Linked DNA regions of Sus scrofa: region 1 is linked to region 2. The links are chromatin contacts, called in public HiChIP or PLAC-seq maps. All regions are on one chromosome and are shown on one strand. The core of a region is the stretch at or near the end of the contact, and the rest is flanking DNA. Distances in the headings are between cores, read along the strand shown. Region 1 has its middle 6.6 kb from the start of RGS9. Region 2 overlaps ARSG (arylsulfatase G).

Region 1 (5,175 bases), core at 2,669-5,168, 200 kb before region 2:
CGAATCCGACTAGGATTGCAGGTTCGGTCCCTGCCCTTGCTCAGTGGGTTAACGATCCGGCGTTGCCATGAGCTGTGGTGTAGGTTGCAGACGCGGCTCGGATCCCGTGTTGCTGTGGCTCTGGCGTAGGCAGGTGGCTACAGCTCCGATTCGACCCCTAGCCTGGGAACCTCCATATGCCACGGGAGCGGCCCAAGAAATGGCAACGACAACAACAACAACAACAACAACAACAACAACAAAAGACAAAAGACAAAAAAAAAAAAAAAAAAAAAAAAAAAGCACAGTAGAAACAAATCCACCTAGGAACCATGAGGCTGCGGGTGCGATCCCTGGCCTCGCTCAGTGGGTTAAGGATCTGGCATTGCCGTGAGCTGTGGTGTAGGTCAAGGACACAGCTCGGATCCTGCGTTGCTGTAGCTGTGGTGTAGGCCAGCAGCTATGGCTCCTACTGGACCCCTAGCCTGGGAACCTCCATGAGCCATGGGTTGGGCCCTAAAAAGCAATAAATAAATAAATAACAAATAAAAAAATTTTTTAAGTAAAATAAAAGCAGACTCACAGACGGAACAAACTAGTGTTACAAGTGGGGAGAAGGAAGGGGGGAGGGGCAACATGGGGGAGGGGAGTAAGACACACAACCGATTAGGTGTAAAATAATCTATAAGGAATTGTACAGCATGAGGAATACAGCCAATATGTTATAATAATTATAATTGGAACCTAATCTTTAAAAATTATGAATTATGGAGTTCCTATTGTAGCTCAGCTGGCTAAGGACCCAACGCAGTCTCTGTGAAGATGTGGGTTTGATCCCTGGCCCGGCTCAATGGGTTCAGGATCCGGCATTGCTGCAAGCTGCAGTGTAGGTGGTGGATGCAGCTCGTATCTGGTGTTGCTGTGGCTGTGATGTAGGCTGTCCGCTGCAGCTCCGATTCAACCCCTGTGCCTCAGGTGCAACCATAAAAAAATATACATACATATGAATCACTCTATTGTACACGTGTAACTTACATAATATTGTACAGTTATATTTCCATATAATTTTTTAAATTAAAAAAAATGACATTACAGGAAAAGGCATTTTTGCAACTTGAACTAGGCTTTGGTTTTAAGACAGCGCTGGGTGAAGGGGAAGTATGAAAGCCTCCAGGCTGGGTTCTGGTCCATGCTCTGCCTCTCACCAGATACATGGCTTTTTTTCACAGCTTTATTGAGCTATAACTGACATACACTAAATGGCATATGCATTTAAAGGGTACAATTTGATAGGTTTCAACATGTGTACACCCCCTTGAAACTACAGCCACGATCAAGACATTTGTTACCGCCCCCCCCAAAGCTTCCTTGTGCCCTCTGGCATCCCCTCCCCCTGCTGCCCCCAGGCACCCACTGACCTACCTTCCATCACTCCGAATTAGGGGGAGGGGCAAATGTCAACAAGTTACCTCATCACTCTAATTCTCTATTTTCTCAGTAGTAGTAAGTGTCAGACTTGATGATTTCAAAATTCCCATCCAATTTTATTATCTATCTATATATTACATAATATACTATATAGCGAGAATTAAAAGCTCAAGCAGATGGAAGGCTGGCAGAGTGGGATTCGATGCTCACTACAAATCGAGGCCCCTCTGGGCTTAGACCAGACACCCCAACATGGGTTTCCATATGGCAGACAATCACAAGAACAGAGCGCCACCGTGGCCGAGCCCAGCCATTCCTGCCACACGTGATCACGGAGGGGTGGGGGTGAGGGGCAAGGAGGACCCCCTTTAGGAGAAGAGACCTTAAGAAAATACATTACTTGGCGCACCCCATCTGAGTCAGTCTTACTGATATCCCCTTCTTTTGTCAAACAAGCCCATCCTGTGAAGGACTTTTGAAGCTAAATCATGCCAGCTGAGCATCCTCTACTGACACTCAGATGCTCGCCCTGCCTGTGTGGCGTGGCTCGGGCTTCAAAGCAATCCCCAGGGATTTCTGTAAGAAATCATTTTTGGTACGAAAAATAATACAGCTTCATGTGGTTTTCACCATTTCCCTTTTGTTTATCCTTTAACTTCGTTACATTTACATTAACCGTTCCAACTCTGCTCTGTGTTAGACAGTATTTGGTCTTGTTCAACAAACCTTGATTGAGCACCATTTCTCAGCAGAGAACTGTGTCCAGCACCCACGGTAAAAAGGTGAAAAGATCCAGTTCTGCCTTGTGGGTGTTTCTAGTAGGAAAGAAAGAGATGAAATATAAGTCCAGGATAATGCAGTGGATGGAACAGGAGTATGTGGAAGGCAAAAGAGAAAAGGACAGAACAGAAAGGTGAGCAGAGTCTGCTCAGAGGAAATAACAAAGGTTTCACATAAGAGGCGTTAATATACCTGCTCCATTCACTGAGCGCTCACGCCAACCCTAGTAGTTGTCTGTTATCAATACTGGATTCAACAAAGGAGGAAAGAGGATAAATAAGAAGCTGAAGTTCATGCCCAGCTTAAGCCGCGGAGCCAGGAATGAGACCCAGGCCGCCTGGCCTCTGCCTACACATCTCACCTCCTTAATCCACGCTGGGATTTTCCCATCAGCCAGGCCTGGGCTCACCCCAGACCTGCGCTGAGAGCTCCATGGTTCCCACGGAAAAATCATGATGCAAAAACCAGAAAAAAGAAAACTGGATGTTGGGCAAGTAAAAGTCAAAAGGGGTCCATTACAGAACTGCTTCAGAAATGCAGCTCTTCCTCCCTCTTGGATTATTTCGCTGGGATGAATTTTCTCCCGAGTCAGAGCCTAAACACGTGCAATGGCCTCTGCTATAGATCGCTCGGTGGTTTTTCAATAGGACTGTATATTTCTGTTCCCTTTGCCCGGAATGAACTAACTTCCCCACACCCTTATTATGCTTTTTCTACCTAGACAATTCTAATTTTACTGGATTCTGTAGTTGTACTTGCCTAGTTTCCCCTTCCTCTTTTTAGAGCAGCAACCCGGAATAAGAGAGTACCATAAAAAAGCTGTTCACATGAACCTCTGATTGAACAGCCAGTTGGGGCCCCTGGGGTTGAGGGGAAGCACAGGTGTACCCGCCTGTCCCTGCAGGATTAAGGGGGACAAGAGGGCTCTGCCTGGGTGGGGGTGGGGAGGAGAAGGTACTCTAAACATAAAATCTTTTTTTTTTTTAAGTATTATTATTTAAGGTCATTTCAGTTGTGTTACTGCATCCAAGCTGGATTTCGTGTCAATAAAAAAATGTGCGCCTACTCTAGTACAAAACGGCTAGAAAACTGGTTTGGGGGACTCTATTGTGCTCCTGTAGCTCCATTATTTATAAGAGTGATGAGGGCAATTTCCGACTCCCTACCAGTAGCGCTGCCAGGTGCACTCGCGAATAAAAGGGCAGGAAAGCGTCCCAAAGGCAGCGAGCTGCTATCCACCTCTAGAGCCCCAAAGGCCCCTCACGCAGGGTGGCCACCCCAGGCCCAGGCCATAGAGGTGCGGATGCCTCCAAACTCCTAGAGAGGAAGAGCAGGCTCCCGGGAGGAGGACTTCCGCCGGCGGCCCACTTCCGGCTCCGCCCCCACCCGCCCCAAGGCGGCGAGTTTGCGGGCGTTGGTGGGAGGGTGTGTCTCCTGCGAGGGGCTCAGGTGGGGGTCGCTAGGTGCGGGGCGCGGGCACCAGAACTGGGGGGCCGGGAGCGAGGATTCACAGAGGGGGCCGCCTTAAGGCCACGGCGCCGGGGCCCCTTTCCTCCAAGTGCTGACTGGGGATCAGCTCCTCGAATACTCAGAGCTGTGGACTTATTTTTTTGTAACTGATTGAGGCCCATTGGCTCGGAGAAAATAACGGTGAAACCCCAACCTAAAAATATGTCATTTAGGGCTTGTTTTCGTGTATCTGCGAGAACGGCCCGTTTAAGAAACAGTCAAGTGGAGTTAGCTGGTGGCACAGTGGGTTAAAGATCTGGCCATGTCACTGCTATGGCGCAGGTTCCATCGCTGACCGAGAAATTCAGTATGCTTTGGGCACAGCCAAAAATAAAATAAAATATTAAAAAAAAAAAAAACAGTCAAGTAACTGAAACAACGTGTCTTAGTATTTAACTGTGGCTAGACTGGGGAGAGAGGAGTCAGGGCAAACAGCGCGGTGGCCCTGTAAGAACAGGGTTCCGGGGGAACATGCAGAGTGCAGTTTGGAAGGAAGACGGAATGGGGTATCAGAATGCCCTCTCCGTGGGAGAGGAAGGGGAAGTGGGACTCTGGCGACTAGATTACTTGCAGAATACTGGCCGGGGTTCTTTCTCTTCCAGGGCAGCAGCTTGGCACAGGCACTCACTACCTGAACTTTTTGACCTGGAGTGCGCTCAGTTTTAAAATGGGGATGGTATCTGCCATCCTGTCCTACTGTATGTGATCCTTTCCTATTGTGTGTGATCTTAGTATGTTTAATGAACCAGATTTATCTTCTCTATAAGATCATGTTGGGGCAGGAGTTCCCTGGTGGCCTAGTGGTTAAGGACTCAGCATTGTCAGGGCTGTGGCTCAGCTTCCATCCCTTGCCCAGGTACCTCCAAATGCTGCGGGTGTCACACACACACACACACACACAAAGATTGGGGAGTATTTAAAGAAGATTTTGCATTGCTGTGGCTGCGGTGTAGGCCGGCAGCTACAGCTCTGATTAGACCCCTAGCCTGGGAACCTCCATATGCCACCAGTGCAGCTCTAAAAAAAAGACAACAAATAGGTAAATAAATAAATAAACATGGCCCTAAAAAACAGACAATAAATAAAATAAATAAGCTTTTACCATAATGTGTTCCTGAGGGGAAAATAAAAGATGGACAAATAAATTTAGGATTTGAACCATAGTCTCTTAGCACAAATAATAATAGAGTATTAAATTGTTCTGAGAAACTCCGCAATAATGGAACTCGCGTCACTTTGGTTAGCCTGGTGTTTCTCAAGCATTTGACCACAGAGCCTTGAGTAACACCCTATTAATATCTCCCCAATGTGGTTTTTCCCAGAACATATTTTTGGGAGATGCTGACATAAAGAAATCCTTCACCTGAGCACAGTCCTGTTCAAGAGGCACTCTCACTTCTCAAAAGACATCTCAGAACTGCTTTTTGAAAATCATCTGACTGAATTTCAGTAAGGATGGTTTCAGTTTTACAGATGTTC
Region 2 (5,048 bases), core at 2,452-4,951:
GTGTGACCTTGGATGCGTTGCATTACCTCTCTGGGCTTCATTGTCTTAACTGGGCGATTAAGCTTTTTTTCCAGCCCTGGAATCCCAGGAACTGAGTGGGAATTGAATTTCTCTTGGTTTGGCTTTCTCTGGTTGAACGGACCCCCAATCGCGTTCCTTTCCCTGCAGGTTTGTGGATTTCCATGCAGCTGCCTCCACCTGCTCGCCCTCCAGGGCCTCCCTGCTCACCGGCCGGCTGGGCCTTCGTAATGGGGTCACTCACAACTTTGCAGTCACCTCCGTGGGGGGCCTTCCACTCAACGAGACCACCTTGGCCGAGGTGCTGCAGCGGGCCGGCTACATCACCGGGATGATCGGTAACGTGAGCCCCTCAGCCGGGAACCCCACCCCACTTCTTTCCCTGCATTTACCGTGATGACTGCTTGGTGTTTGTAGAACCCCGATGCCCTGCCACCTCTTCTGCTCATGTCTGCTTTTTTGGTTTCCTTCTTGCTGTATGAATTAGGAATGGTTTCAGCTACAGGTCACTGAAAGACCAAACGGTAGACGAAACCATATATGGAACTAGTTTCCTCCCATTACTACCAGCTTAGAGGTACGTGATGGCTTTCATTGGCTGGACCACTCAAAGATATACCATTTCTATCTGTCTGCTTTCCCTCCTTAGTATGTTGGCTTTTGTGCCCATGCTCCTTGCCTCATGGCTGCAATATGGTGGCTTTAGCACCGTTCACTGTAATTTGGCTTAAAGAAGGGAAAGGGGGGCTGGTGCCCACCTCATCTGTTGACTCTTATCAGGAAAGCCAGTCTTTTCTCAGACGCTCCCCTTGCCTCCAGCAGAAATGCACTCAAATCCCATGGCCACCCCTTGCTGCAAAGAAAGCTGGGAAACTGGCATCAAGATTATAATGATTGATTTGGACTTGGGCACGGGACCCCCGCCCCCCGCGAAGGTTCTATTGACGGGACTAGTGGGGACCTGGGTGTAAGATAGGCAGCCAGCTGCATCTGTCACATTGTCCAACGGCTTCCCTTCATTTAAAATGTTTGTAGGCATTTAATATGTGCCCAGCCATGGACTGAGTGCCTGGGTGAGCAAACTGAGGCTCAGGCAGGGCAAGAGACCTGGTCACCGTTGCCAGGCCTGGAGCTGGTGGAGCCAGATCTAGGCAGGAGGGTCTGGCCCAGCCCTGCTCTTAGGCTTTGCTGGATGGCCAGTCTCTCCTACAGAGGCCCAGACAACGCAGCATCCCAGCAGCATCTTCAGGTTGCCTGTGCCTATTATTCTAACTCTCCAGGAGCTGGGTCCAGTGGGATTCCGGCCTCCCTCCAGCTCACCCTGCCTCCAGTGGCGAGGGAGGGTGTGCCGGCACACAGGATGCCGCCAGGGGCCCTGTGGGGATGTCACTGGTGCCTGGAGCTCCCGTGTTAACCTGTACGAGGCTGGCCTGTGTGGTGTGTTGGCCCAGCTCCTCCTCTGCATTCAAGGAGCCTGACATCCTTCTTAGAAGATGCGGTATCTTCATTGTCCCAGGAGGACAACAGGCCTTAGTTAGTAGGAGGCAGGACCAATTAAGATGCAAACCCTCTCTCCCGATCCGTCCCTCTCTCTCCATACCCGGAGGTATTAATTATTGCGAAGCTCTCGCTGGCGGCTAAGTAGCCTTACTGGCCTTGCTCCCTGGGCTCTCCGACCCTAACACTTCATGCAGCATCACCTGGCTGGGTTCTTCCCCAACTGGGTTGGATCCTCTTTGCCTTTCCCTCCTCAAGAGGCAACTTTATTTTTTTTTATTTTTCCCACTGTACAGCAAGGGGGTCAGGTTATCCTTAGATGTATACATTGCAGTTACAATTTTTTCCCCCACCCTTTCTTCTGTTGCGACATGAGTATCTAGACATAGTTCTCAATGCTATTCAGCAGGATCTCCTTGTAAATCTATTCTAGGTTGTGTCTGATAAGCCCAAGCTCCCGATCCCTCCCACTCCCTCCCCCTCCCATCAGGCAGCCACAAGTCTCTTCTCCAAGTCCATGATTTTCTTTTCTGAGGAGATGTTCATTTGTGCTGGATATTAGATTCCAGTTATAAGTGATATCATATGGTATTTGTCTTTGTCTTTCTGGCTCATTTCACTCAGTATGAGATTCTCTAGTTCCATCCATGTTGCTGCAAATGGCATGATGTCATCCTTTTTTATGGCTGAGTAGTATTCCATTGTGTATATATACCACATCTTCCGAATCCAGTCATCTGTCGATGGACATTTGGGTTGTTTCCACGTCCTGGCTATTGTGAATAGTGCTGCAATGAACATGCGGGTGCATGTGTCTCTTTTAAGTAGAGCTTTGTCCGGATAGATGCCCAAGAGTGGGATTGCAGGGTCATATGGAAGTTCTATGTATAGATTTCTAAGGTATCTCCAAACTGTTCTCCATAGTGGCTGTACCAGTTTACATTCCCACCAGCAGTGCAGGAGGGTTCCCTTTTCTCCACAGCCCCTCCAGCACTTGTTATTTGTGGATTTATTAATGATGGCCATTCTGACTGGTGTGAGGTGGTATCTCATGGTTGTTTTGATTTGCATTTCTCAAGAGGCAACTTTAAACCCCAAGAAGGCAGCAGATGACAGGTGCCCTGTTCAGTTGGTACCCCCTCCCCTCCCCCTCATCACTCCTTTTGCTTCTCCAGGAGATGATACAGAAACACATCTCCTTGTTGAGATCAAGGATTTCCTATAAGCACACTATAGTATGTATCACATATATTTCCCTGTAAGGGAAAATTAAAAACCTGCCGAAGGAAGATCAAGTCTATCGATACCACTCACTCTTTGCTTCTGATCTTGGTCCCTGTCAATATATTTTTACCTCGTTGTATACGTGTCACTTTGTCCTTCTTTTCCCCCTTCCTATTATTTTAGATTTCCCTGTCATACTAATTGTATATGTTTATTATAATTGTTACAATTTTAGAAATAATTTTAAAATGGTACTAAATTCTACATGTCCATGTGAGTCTAAGCATTCCATACAACGCTTAATCCACTTCCCTCAACTTATTATATTTTTTTCCAAACCTATGGAGCAGCTGTAAGAAGGGACTATCAGGCACCCATATACCCTTCACCTAGATTCACCAGTTGCTAATTTTGGCTCCATGCATTTGTCTTTAAAAGAGAGTTTGGGAGTTCCCTTGTGGCGAAGCAGGTTAAGGCTCTGGCTTTGTCACTGCAGTGGCTCGGGTTCAATCCCTGGCCCTGGCAACATCCACGTGTTGCTGGCACAGCTGGGAGGAAAAAAAAAATCATTTGGAAGTATTTTATTGGCCGTGTAAAATCATTTACTTGGCCAGACTCCCGTGGTTGCCTGTTTCTTTCTGTGCTCAGTGTTGTTTTCTGCTGTTTCGGTCTTTGCACCAGCTTTTTTTCTTGGTTCCCTTGCCTCGTGGGTGATTCCCTGGGATCTTCAGTCAGATCAGAACTAGCAGGTCAGAGGGCTCCAGCCTTGGCTGAGCACTTGCTTCACATCGCCCAGTTATTGCCCCCAAAACAGCGTCTTTACAGAGCGAGGAGCAGTCTGAGTTTCCTCATTTGCTGGCCCACAGTTGGGCGGCAGCAGGGAGGCGAGCTCTAGCCTCTGCAGACTGCTGATGCTGGCCAGGGAGGAACATGCTGAAACCTGGCAGGAACCAGCATCTCTGAGACTAGCCGGGGCGTGCACCTGCTCCCTGGGTCACCTGGCGCCTTTGCAGGGCCCCGGAGCAGGAGGGAGGGGGGAGGATGTGGCGGGCTCTGGACCGTTGCCGTGCTGCATCCTCTTTGGGAGCTGAAGCTCAGCCTTCTGACTTCTCTAGGCTCCTTGTAACAGCTCATCTTCCCCTTCCCCTGCGTGCTTTCCTGCCTGGGCCCTGAGTCATCCTTGCTTGCTTTCTGCCTCCCCGGGGACTCCCTCTGTGTCCCAGAGAGCAAGGCTTGGCTTTCATACAGCCTGTGCAGCCTCTTTTCACTTGTCCTCAGGAAAGGGCAAAGCTGATGGGGAGCTGGGAGCCCCCACGGGGATTCCACTCAAAGTCTCTCTCTTGTTTTCCTATAGGCAAGTGGCATCTTGGACACCACGGCTCTTTTCACCCCAACTTCCGCGGTAAGAATTCTTTGGGGGATTGGTTACCTAGGAAACAGAAAATAGAGATCTGTGTGTAAAGGGACTCCATTAACGTTTAAGCCACCTGCCTCTGGAGGACATCTCTCCTAGGTTGGGACATCTTTGTTCACAAGGTCACCTGGGTACATTTGAGATGCCCATGGCTGTTCTAATCCCATGTCCCTCTCACCTGGCTCCCACCCCCTTCGTGCCCGTCTGCCCTTCTGGCTTCCCCATCGAGAGCCCCTCAGTGTTGGGGTTTTTTGGTTTGTTTTTGTCTTTTTAAGGCTGAACCTGTGGCATATGGAAGTTCCCAAGCTAGGAGTCCTACAACCGCAGCCACAGCAACACCAGATCAAAGCCCTGACTACGACCTACCCCGCAGCTCACAGTAACGCTGGATCCTTAACCCACTGAGCGAGGCCAGGGATCGAACCTGTGTCCTTAGGGATACTAGTCGGGTTCACTTCCTCTGAGCCATGATGGGTACGCCCCCTCCGTGTTCTCCTTGACCCAGTTCTTCACCTGTCGGGGAACGTTCGGCCCCCATGAGGTCCAGCAGGGAAAGAAGTAAAAGTTGTCGGCTGGGTTCCCTGAAGCAGGGACCCAGAGAGGAGTGGGAAGCTCGACGAGAAAGCTTGTGCTGGAGAAGAGCTAGGAAGAGGGAGGGAAGAGTCAACACGAGGTTTTCAGTCTCAGTTTAACCCTCACACCCTTCTCCCCGCCCCCCACCCTCATCTATCTAAGCCCAATCCTGCCAGCCCTCTTCAGCTAGCGGAAATGCCATCTCTTTCCAAAAGCATTTCGAGATTCCTCTCCTAACCCCATCCCACCCCCAGCATCCAGGGCTCACTTCTTCCCCTCGTCTCTCTTGTTGGTTTACTAATAATCCATCTTTTATAGCTAC

The links. HiChIP or PLAC-seq counts read pairs in DNA pulled down with a chosen protein or histone mark.
Region 1: an H3K27ac HiChIP or PLAC-seq map of alveolar macrophages shows a contact between it and region 2. The contact joins two enhancer-like sites. A contact is called at or near these places in 1 of 5 promoter capture datasets (fetal liver) and 1 of 2 datasets of contacts at active chromatin or transcription factors (alveolar macrophages).

The regions. Positions count from the first base shown.
Region 1 is chr12:12,006,179-12,011,353 of Sscrofa11.1, reverse strand. No RefSeq gene overlaps it. Among named protein-coding and RNA genes, the nearest start is that of RGS9, 6.6 kb to the left of the region's middle. Within about 2 kb of position 3,918, at least 71 of the 83 cell types and tissues checked have an H3K27ac peak or open chromatin away from gene starts, as enhancers often do. A contact at or near this core is called in alveolar macrophages, where this site is marked.
Region 2 is chr12:11,803,939-11,808,986 of Sscrofa11.1, reverse strand. It overlaps ARSG (arylsulfatase G), which reads left to right. Exons shown (of 12, transcript XM_021066718.1): 3 at 169-356; 4 at 4,094-4,141. Among named protein-coding and RNA genes, the nearest start is that of SLC16A6, 51 kb to the left of the region's middle. Within about 2 kb of position 3,701, at least 17 of the 83 cell types and tissues checked have an H3K27ac peak or open chromatin away from gene starts, as enhancers often do. A contact at or near this core is called in alveolar macrophages, where this site is marked.